Linked DNA regions of Hordeum vulgare: region 1 is linked to region 2. The links are chromatin contacts, called in public Hi-C maps. All regions are on one chromosome and are shown on one strand. Each heading gives the region's core, a stretch centred on a gene start, on an enhancer-like site or on the middle of the called end of the contact. The rest is flanking DNA. Distances are from core to core; before and after follow the strand shown. Region 1 holds the start of LOC123426721 (keratin, type II cytoskeletal 2 epidermal-like). Region 2 has its middle 100 kb from the start of LOC123426720.

The links. A called contact is a pair of places that touch in the nucleus more often than the background predicts.
Region 1: a Hi-C map of leaf shows a contact between it and region 2, with 5 times the contacts expected there. The contact joins the promoter of LOC123426721 here to the enhancer-like site in region 2. A contact is called at or near these places in 4 of 6 Hi-C or Micro-C datasets (leaf and seedling).

Annotation. Positions count from the first base shown.
Region 1 is chr2H:474,654,076-474,659,503 of MorexV3_pseudomolecules_assembly, forward strand. LOC123426721 (keratin, type II cytoskeletal 2 epidermal-like) reads left to right here and starts at 1,251. Exons shown (of 2, transcript XM_045110592.1): 1 at 1,251-1,944; 2 at 2,061-2,520. The coding sequence starts at 1,336. The coding sequence ends at 2,270.
Region 2 is chr2H:474,479,457-474,485,393 of MorexV3_pseudomolecules_assembly, forward strand. No RefSeq gene overlaps it. Among protein-coding and RNA genes, the nearest start is that of LOC123426720, 100 kb to the left of the region's middle. Within about 2 kb of position 1,630, at least 2 of the 3 cell types and tissues checked have open chromatin away from gene starts, as enhancers often do. A contact at or near this core is called in leaf, where this site is marked.

The DNA.
Region 1 (5,428 bases), core at 1-2,500, 170 kb after region 2:
TGGGGCAAGACCTTCTTGAGAGTAGGATGCCTGCTGAGAAGGAGTGTGAACCTACACTTTCCTTATGCTTGCCTTGCCCCAACAGCTAAATAAAGGGTGGGCATTGAAAAGGAATCGGTGACGTCCTTTTGAGGAAAGCTTAGCTTGGTAGGTGCAGCTTACTCACCCTGGCACTTCTTTTGGGCTTCTAGGGCCTGGTCGCTGAAGCCAGTCGCTGCCCATCTCATTCGATGGATCGATCTTTTTTTTGGTTTGAGGATTTCGAAGGACCGATCTGATGTGTAGACCGAACGACAACCACAACGCACACGCAGTACAGACGTTCGCTAATCACTTCCCTTCCCATCTCTTCCGAGTAGATCGATCTATCTTTTCGCTTTGACTGAATTGGCGTCTCGACAACGATCACTTTGCAGCTAGGGAATAAAAATGCGAGGGGCCCATTTTCCTTCTCGCACCGGGGCCCCGAATTCCTGAAGACGTTCGTGAGCATACCATCATCATGCCATTGATGTTGCTCATGAAATAGACTATATCGTTGTTTCACCATCAACATAGACGAAGACCTACGGCTTCTTATCCGCAGGCGAGGCTGTTAGGATGCTCGCCCCAATGGTGGCAATGGTGAGTGTGCCTAGTGCTATAGCACGAGCGCTCTCATTGGGGTCATCGACATGGGGCTCATGACGCCACTGCACCACGTTTAGGTCCACTATCGCGCCGCCTCGCTCTATCACCGGCCTTCCGAATCGTTCTTTAACCTAAATGTGATTACCTCCCAAATCATTCTTTGACCTAAATGTGATTACTTAAATGAGATTGCATTTTAGGTTACGAGTATTTGATCTACAGTGTGCAATCACTTTTATTTTATTAATTAATACCAAATTTTAGTCTACAATCTTTTGAGTTTCAATAAGTTTGCACCGCTGAGACAAATGCCAGAGGTGACTTGCTTACGAATGCATCGTCTACAGATGAATGTAGGAAGAAAATTTTGGCACCCCAATTTTTCTTTATGTATCTTTCAAATTTTGTATGTGTGTTTTATAAGGGTTTGCGCTACTTAATATATGACCTTTGATCTTTTTCAAAGAACTGTGAAAACTGTGAATTTGTTTGAATTCAGCAATACGTATGCTGCAAAGTAATCGCAATCTGCTTGCCAAACTGACAGCCGTGCCAGTGTCCGCTAGATACCTTGTGCTCCCGCTATAAATACTCCACGTTGCGGTGCTCTTAGTATCAAGCAGTGAGCTTTATTACACTAGTGAGCCGTGAGCCGTGAGCCCGTGACAAGTTTGTTTCTCTCCCGTAGTCCCTAACTCGATCGAGATGGCTGACCAGTACGGCAGCAGCGGCTACGGCAGGTCCGGCGCCGGCGGCGACTACGAGAACAAGACCAGCAACGAGGGCTACGACCGCCGCGAAGGTGGCTACAACAAGTCCGGCGCCGAGGACTACGATACCGGGTACAAGAAGTCCGGCACGGACGACTACGACCGCAGCAGCGGCCGCGGCGGCTACAACAAGTCCACCGGCGACGACGAGTACAGCGGCGCCGGGTACAAGAAGTCCGGCGGGGACGAGTACGACAGCGGCTACAACAAGGCAAGCAACGAGGACTACGGCCGCAACAAGTCCGGCACCGACGACTACGACCGCAGCGGCGGCGGGTACAAGAAGTCCAGCGGCGAGGATGAGTACAGCAGCGGCGGATACAAGAAGTCCGGTGGCGACGACGAGTACAGCGGCGGCGGATACAAGAAGTCCGGTGGCGACGACGAGTACATCGGCGGCGGGTACAAAAAATCTGGCGGCGACGACCAGGAGTACGGGTCGTCCCGGGGCGAGACTGAGAAGTACCGGAAGGAGGAGAAGGAGCACAAGCACAAGGAGCACCTCGGCGAGATAGGTGCCCTCGCCTCCGGCGCCTTCGCCATGGTACGTACCTCCCGAACGATAATTCGTCGCGCAAACATGTTTAGGCGCACGAACGCAAGTTTCTATCGTTGATTGATGGTGCGAATTAACGGCCATGCATGTGTGCATGTGTGTAGTACGAGAAGCACCAGGTGAAGAAGGACCCGGAGAACGCGCACCGGCATAAGATCGAGGAGGAAGTGGCGGCGGTGGCGGCCATTGGCAGCGGCGGGTACGCGTTCCACGAGCACCACGAGAAGAAGGAGTACAAGGAGTCGGCGGAGGACGCCGAGGACGAGGAGTCCGGCCGCGGCGAGGGGAAGAAGAAGCACCACTTCTTCGGCTAGCCAGCTGCTGCTGATCGATCCGCGATGCAGCTAGCTAGCACACGCGTACGCGCGAGCGTGTGTCCAAAAAGAGCCGGGAATTTGTGCGTATATATGGCTCGTTATATATACGTACGTACGTTGGTCGGTGTCGTGTGTTGCTGCTGCGCCCTGCGTGCATGTTGTATGGAGTATTTTAACTTGCTGTGTGTCTACGTATGTCGATTATTGTACGTACTGTTTCTGCATGGATATGTTGAGAATTCAATCAGTTCTTTTGTCTCCGCGCGTGGCCAATTCCTGGCCGCACGATTGGTTAGCTCTCATCACTCTTTTTTTAGGAGAATGCTGCATTTTATAAATTAATGTGGTACATAAGTACATAGAGTTTGCCTGATACATTCTGGAGTAGAATAGTACACAGCTTTTGAACAAGCAAACTCACAGGACCTAGCTAGTATGTGAGCAGCAACATTCAACGACCGCTTAATATGGCAGAAGGTAACTGAACAAAAACAAGCAACCAAACGCTTAATATCTGACACCGCTACACCCACTTCAGACCTGTAGCCACCATGCAAGAGGCAGCGACCGACAGGACACATTACTAGATGTGACAAATCCAAATATGGTATTTTTCTTATATAAAAATCATAACGGTTTCCCTATATCAGTACCACTTTCGTAATTTTTGGTTTAAATTTTGCCTATCAGCTTCTTTTTCTTTCGTATTTCATTTTCACCTTATTTTCATTTTTAAAATTCGTGATTTTAAATATTTTGAACTTTTCTTAAATTCATTTTCTCCTTTTTGATATTTATTATTCTTTTGAAACTTATTCAATAAATTGAAAAATAGTTTAGAATATCAAAATTATGAATTAATAATAGTTTAAATTTTGCATGGGTCATTTGTATGTTCATTCTCACTTGCTGACAAAAGTTGGATAGATTTGATAAACGTATGCATGTACATCATGTGAAACGCACGGATGTTGGTAAGGGCGAAAGGGGTGTTATAATGTGATGACGTTACTCCGAGTCATGAAATGGACTCAATTTTAGTTTGTGCACAATTTTAGAATTTTAAATTATGTATGAATTTTTTATAAAGTTCTGCACATCTTCCAAAGTTGTTAACAACTTCCCAATAATTTAGGGTTTAGAATACCAAAATTACGGTTTAAGTAATAGTTCATCAATTTTTAAAATAACAGATCATCAACTTTATAAAAGGTTTATTAACTTTCAAAAAAAGTTCGCCTATTTGAGGAATAGTTCACGAATTTAGAAAAAAAACTTCATCAATTTGTGAAAAAAATCATCTATTTTGAAGAAAAATTGACGAACTTGAAAAAAATCGTCATTTTAAAAAACAAATGGTGTGAGGTTTAAAAAGCTAACGCATTTAGAAAGGAAAAGGAAATAAAAAAAAGGAAAAAAGAAAAAGAAAAAGAAAACAAAACAGAGAATACTGCGTTCATGGAGATTTTTATTAGAGTAAAAAACAATTCTAGCACATGAGGTCTTGTTGCCTAGATGGTTATTGCAGCTGTGATAATACCTAAAAAATAGAGAAAACATGAACGCATACGTGAATATGATCAGCGTATGCAAAACAAGACCTCATGGTTGTTGCCCAGCAGAGGAGGACGTATATGTATGAAAAACAAATACAGCGTATACGTGAATATGATCATCCTATCCTTTATTATAAAGAGGTATCGATTAATTTGGACCGTCCTTGTGTTTAGAAGGGGTGTAACGAAGCAGAAGTGATCAATATAAGCATTGATCTTTGAGGCAACACGATGTGGATGGATATTACCTTCACCATTTCTTACCACATTCCTTGCTTCCCAAATATACCATACAGTGATTGCCAATATAGTGGACTGCTCCGGTGATGCTCTATCAATGAAATCGAATAGCCACTGTTTCGTTGAGCAGAAGTTCTTGCGACATAGGTGGATGTCGAACAGTTTTTTGACGTTTTTCCAAACCTCGGAAGCAAACTGACAGAACAGCAAAAAATGCTCAATACTCTCGTCTCTCCCACAATGCACACAAGCAGAACTTGTGGGGATATTTCGATGGTGTTAATTGAAGTCCGGATAGGAGGCAATCATGTTCGAACCTCCAGAGCACTATGTTCATTTTATTTGGGGCCTTGATTGCCCAGATTACCTTCCAATATTTCTCCTGAACTTCCCAACTTGACCGCAGCCGAAATCGGAAGATCGAGCGAGATTGTATGCTAAACGGACAGTATATAGTCCAAAGCGAGTCTGAGGCCAATACACAAAATCCTCTCCTCCATAGCTGCTAATCTGCACTTGTAATATGAGTTCAGCAGTCTCCTCCGGGAAGAAAGTTCTGACGTTTTCTTCGTTCCAATGACCGAAAACATATTATAGAGCATAGGCTTCAGGACACCCCCTTATCCAACCGTTCATTTATGCATCGTGATTCGTGCAAACACTTTTCTCTTTTTTGTTTCTCCCACATAATACAACATTTGAACTTCAAACTTCGCAGCACAACAAAACATTCTAGCTACAATGTGGGATAAAACTTTCGGAATTTTTCATGCATCCTAAATACAAAAACTAACATTTTTTAATCCAAAAAATCTCATTTCGTATATTTATGTTGGACCAAAAAATCTGAAAGTTTTTTCTCACATTCTAGTTAGAATGTTTAGGTGTTATACAAAGTTTGAAGTTCAAATGTTGTTTTATGAAATCTGGCTCAGTAAGAAGCCTCCAACATTGTCTACCAAGCATAGCTTGGTTGAATAGCGAAAAATCACGGAAACCCAGTCCGCCAAGCTTTTTGGTGTGGATAACCATTTCCATGAACGCCAGTGAAGTTTCCTCTTACCATCTTCTCTACCCCACCAATAATCAGCAACAGCTTGTCTCATCCCTTCACATGTAGAAATGGGTATTCCGAAACAACTCATAATATATGTAGGAATAGCCTGAACCACGGATTTCAGCAAAACTTCTTTTCCTGCCCGAGAAGGGGGTCTATCTCACAAACTAACGATGCGATGCCACATGTAGGAATTTGAATGTCCTGGCTGGCGACCTGCCCACATGAGTAGGCATTCCAAGATATGTATCGTGGAATAATTCATTTGTGACCCCCAAACTTCCCAGTAATTTTTCTTAGTA
Region 2 (5,937 bases), core at 380-2,879:
GCTTCTCTTTTCTCAGGATACTAACAGTATGCCTAGCCCAACCACCAAGGAATTTACGTAATGCGTGCATTTTGTTATTACATCTGTGAGTTGGGGTAGGCCCGGCCACCGGTTTCTCCCACACCTCCTTCACCATGTCCTGAAGCCATACCGAAGCAACCACCCAAGTTCAAACTTGAACTTGCATTATGTTGTGGTCGTGGCAAACCAGTAGTTAGGAGAATGGGTGTGTGATCAGATATAGCATCGATACGAGGTAGAGCACGAACAAACACCATATGACATTTAGATTCCAAGTCGGTATCCACTAAAACACGATCTAGTTTCTCATATGTCGGTCTGAAAGACTGTTCGCCCAAGTGAACTTTTTTCCAATCATGGAAACCTCTCACAGATCTAGACTGTTGATGACAGTATTGAAAAGGAAAGGCCAATCATCATCAAGCCTACCACGGCTTTTCTCATGTGAAAATCGAAGCAAATTGAAATCACCACCAATAAGAATGGGATACGGGTTATCTTTCATCAGACTAACCAATTCACGAAGGAAAAAAAGTTGAATGGGTCAATTAAAAGACATATGACTTGTGCATTGTGATTTAGTGGGTTCAAAGGATATTTTTTACCTAGAACTGCCGGGTTCATAGTTAATCAATGCCCATGTACATATACATGGTGGCAAAAAAAAACATTGGGTTGACATAGCACTAGCTTCGCCTCTATCTAAAACACATGCATGCAAACTCTATGCCTTTGAGCACTTTGAAGAGGCTGAGTCAACACATTATTTTAAAATTAAAGAAGTCATCACAGACGCCTTCGTGGTTGATGATAAAGTCTCCTCACACAAAACAAACATCACCAAAAAGTTTAAAATAAATTCAAAAATATATGAGTATCAATGTTGAATTTAGGACTTACCATGGTAAGCTGGTTCCACCATAAAGAACGAGCTAGGCTCAGTCCACACACACACATGCAACACCCGAGCTCATTTAATTTGAAAAACCTATAAAAATGTTCAAAAGAAATCTGAAATTTTTATATGGCAATTTTTCACAAATGTTCTAAGAACTCGCAAAGTTCGATCACAAAATCGCATTGTGGAAACTGTGACAAAAAAACAAAAACTCTAAAAATGCTATTTTCGAAAGCATTTTAGAGCATTATTTTTTGGTCATGACTTCCACAAATATGATTTCGTACTGAAACTTTGCAAGCTCTAAAAATATTTGTCAAAGTTTATTACAAAAATAACTTTTTAATTTTTTAAAATATTTTCCAAATTTACTGTTCATCCAAGCATATTTGAGCTCGGATATAGAAGGGCACTTTATGTATTACGGCTCATTTTTTTCTGCGTCCACTCATATTTAACTAACCGAAAGACGCCAAACTGCATTACAAATAATGCTGTACCTGTACGTAGCCGTGTAGCATACGCTGGAGTAGACGTCGATCGTATGGCCACTGCTAGGTACGTTTACACATGCGACTGTCGGCCTTCCTGTCGCCGAGTTTGGATGGACGCGCACGCACGACGTACGCGCCGCGTCACAGCCCCGAGCCACCCACCTGGCCCATCCGTGCCGATTGCTCGCCGTCGCCGTCGCCGTCGCCGCTGTACCCTTGCGCTAGCTAGCGGAGGCCAGCCACCCACATGGCCGGTCAGCCGCGCGCGGCACTACGCATCGCACCGACGGACATCGCGTGGGATATGCCTTGGTTCCTTCCTTCCCCCGCGCGCTTGCTTGCTTGCCGACGCTCCCGCCCACATCGACGCCGCGATCGAGCGACCGACAGTGCAGGGCGTTTAACAACCCAACTAACTCGAGATGGACACCGGCTCGGCACGTCCACTTCGCTCCTTTGTGCGAGCGAGCGAGAGCCTGCACTGCAGGGCCATGGAACTTAGCTGCTTGTTTCTCTGAACTTTATGCCCTTGCAAGTTGCAAGATCCCACCTTTTGCAACTTGTCTGCGACCTTCTGCAAGTGAGTGCGCCATAGTTGATTGGACTCACGACAATTCGTTGGTAACTTGGGCCTCATTGTCTTAAATCAATTTTAATATACATAATACAAAAAATAAATATGTGCATCACAATGATAAAGCGTAAGGTTAGAGATATCAATCTCTTTCCTGAAACAAAATTTGGTCGAGCTAGCGACCAAAGCACGTTAGGAAGATTTTGCTCTACCGGCCGGCGGCCAATAAGTTGTCCATTCACCACGGTATGGGTTCGTTCGTTTGGACGGTGAGTAACTTCAGTGTGCGAGAGTGTCTGTTCAGGATCTTAATACTACCGACACCGGTCGTGATAAGATATGCACTAGAGGCAGCCGGCCTACGGATCAAACACGTGGATGCATTGATGTATGAAAGAGATAACCAACTCTTTAGTTCAGTTAGATATAACAACGTGCAGACGGACACGTGTACACAATACATGATTTTTTCAGTTAACTCACACATGCACGCACATGTGGCATGGCATGGCTAATTTGGGATTGGGAGCCTTTATGTCCAGAAATATTGCGCACACAAGAATAAGCCGCTCAGATGGTTAATGTGAAAAGACTCGGTGAGATGCCAGCCAAGCCGTTCGCACAACTTACACATGTCATTTGATTGAAAAAAACTTGCAAGTGTCACCACCACCAAGGGCCACTGGCATTAGTCATTTTCAGAATTCATCACAATGTGATAAAAATGGACGTGACGAAATGTCTACTGCATTCTGATGAATTCCATGACACAACGGTTTATATATTTTGCTTTCTGTTCTAATTCCTTGGTATGCTGAAAATTCAAACTTTCTTTCGAAAGATCTGATTTTGCCCGGCTTCATTGATTTACCAGAAAGCATGCAAAAAACATCGAGGGATCAACCGATCCAGGGTACATGGAGGGGGAGGGGGTGGGGGTTGAGCCATAGAAAAATATAAAACCCTAGGAACTATCTTGCAGCGAGGTCCCCAAACGTAGGGATGGCAATGGGTACCCATTACCCACGTACCCTGCGGGCAAAAACCCTATTAGGGTAAGGGTATGGGATAAAAACTTACCCATGGATATATAAATAGAAAAATCTAAAACCCATCGGATAGAGAGGGTACGGGTATGGGATCATATAACCCATACTCATATACCCATGTACCCATATAAAATCTATGTAAACTAAAAATTATCTCTACAATCTACACTATGTCAATAATTTATGAATTGAAAGTGTATGCCTACATGTTGTTGTTTATGACTATATGATGTTGTTTTATAAGTATGTGTTGTAGTTATAATCTATCTTTGTAAAATATACGATACAATGCATTTTATAACTATAAGTTGTTTAAATTGATGTTTGCAAATATGGATAATTTTACCCGCGGGTACCCGTCTACCCTGTCGGGTAACGGGTATGGGAAAAAATTGTACCCGTTGACGGGTATGGGTAAGGGTGATGGGTAATATCAGACAGGGCGGGTAAGGGTATGGGGAGGCTCCACCCGTACCCATACCCTGCGGGTGCCATCCCTACCCAAACGGGGTCTCTATTCCTTTTGCACATGCAAGCCTCAATTGCTCCATGTTCCTTTTGATCTCGACGATGACCACCGAGGCGCAATGAGTATTCATCTTGAACATGCTGTCATTTCTTATCTTCCAGATTTCAAAGGCGATCGGCATGATCATTGTCCTAATACCCTTTCTGTGGATTGCAGATGTTCTCTTGATGATGTTTTGTGCAACCTTGATAGAGCTTGAGTGATTCCCACTTGAAAACCTCATGAAAGAACAGCCATGCCACTTTGCAGCCTCTCCCCAGATCCGTCGAGGGAACACACAAATCCAGATGAGATGCATGGAGGATTCCAGGTTTTGAATACACATGGGGCGGAAATATCCATTTGGCCAGCCTCTTCGCTGAAGTATGTTATTGCAACAGACCATGTCCTAGTAGAACAACCATGCAAACATCTTGACCTTTCCGAGCACCCAAGCCTTCCAAATGAGTGGTTTTAAACCTGTTGATTGGGCTGCCTGGTGTCAGTGTCAAAACCAGCAAATCTCGGTTAGGGGGTCCCGAACTATGGATCTTGGACTGATGGGTAACAGGAGACAAGAGAGACAATGTTTACCCAGGTTTAGGCCCTCCTGATAGAGGTAAAATCCTATGTCCTTCTTTTTGATGACCCACAAGTATAGGGGATCTATCACAGTCCTTTCGATAAGTAAGAGTGTCTAACCCAATGAGGAGGAGAAGAAAATGACAAGCGGTTTTCAGTAAGGTATTCTCTGCAAGCACTGAAATTTATCGGTGACAGATAGTTTTGTGATAAGGTATTTCGTAACGGGTAACAAGTAACAAATGTAACAAAGGTGCAGCAAGGTGGCCCAATCCTTTTTGTAGCAAAGGACAAGCCTGGACAAACTCTTATATAAGGAAAAGCACTCCCGAGGACACATGAGAATTTCTGTCAAGCTAGTTTTCATCATGCTCATATGATTCGCGTTCGTTACTTTGATAATTTGATATGTGGGTGGACCGATGCTTGGGTGCTGCCCTTACTTGGACAAACCTCCCACTTATGATTAACCCCTCTCACAAGCATCCGCAACTACGAAAGAAGAATTAAGATAAATGTAACCATAGCATGAAACATATGGATCCAAATCAGTCCCTTACGAAGCAACACATAAACTAGGGTTTAAGCTTCTGTCACTCTAGCAACCCATCATCTACTTATTACTTCACAATGTCTTTCCTAGGGCCAAATAATGGTGAAGTTTCATGTAGTCGACGTTCACATGACACCACTAGATGAGAGACAACATGCATCTTATCAAAATATCGAACGAATACTAAATTCACATGATTACTCGTCACTAGACTTATCCCATGTCCTCGGGAACAAACAAAACTACTCACAAAGCATATTCATGTTCATAATCAGAGGAGTATTAATAATCATTAAGGATCTGAACTTATAATGTTCCACCAAATAAACCAACTAGCATCAACTACAAGGAGTAATCAACACTACTAGCAACCCACAGGTACCAATCTGAGGTTTTGAGATAAAGATCAGATACAAGAAATGAACTAGGGTTTGGAGAGGAGATGGTGCTGATGAAGATGTTGATGGAGATTGACCCCCTATCGATGAGAGGATCGTTGGTGATGACGATGCCTTCGATTTCCCCCTCCAGAAGGGAAGTTTTCCCAACGGAATAGCTCCGTCGGAGCTCTAGATTGGTTCTCTCGAAGTTCCGTGTCGAGGTGGCGGCCCCGCGTCCGAAAGGTCTGATATGATTTTTCCACGTAAAATCCCTTCATATATCAGAAGATGGGCACCGGAGGCCTGCCAGGGGGCCCACAAGCCTGCAGGGCGCGGCTAAGGGGGTAGGTCGCGCCCCCTGGCTTGTGACCTCCCGGTGGGTCCCCTCCGGTATTTCCTTCGCCCATTATTTTTTATAAATTCAAAAACTAATCTCCATAAATTTTCAAGACTATTGGAGCTGTGCAGAATAGGTCTCTCAGATTTGCTCCTTTTCCAGTCCAGAATTCAAGCTGCCGACATTCTCCCTCTTCATGTAAATCTTGTAAAATAAGAGATAAAAGGCAGAAGTATTATAGCATAATGTGTATTAACAACCCATAATGCAATAAATATTGATATAAAAGCGTGATGAAAAATGGACATATCAACTCCCCCAAGCTTAGACCTCGTTTGTCCTCAAGCGAAAGGTGAGATCAATAAATATGCCCACATGTCTAGAGACATAGCTCTCGATAAAATAAAATACGGACATGAAGGCATCATGGTTATCTTTGGAACGACAACACAAATTGATATAGAATATCTTATGCTAGAGTAACAGTTCATCCACAAGGTAAAATATGAACCAAGAACCCTATTGAGAACTAACAAACTAT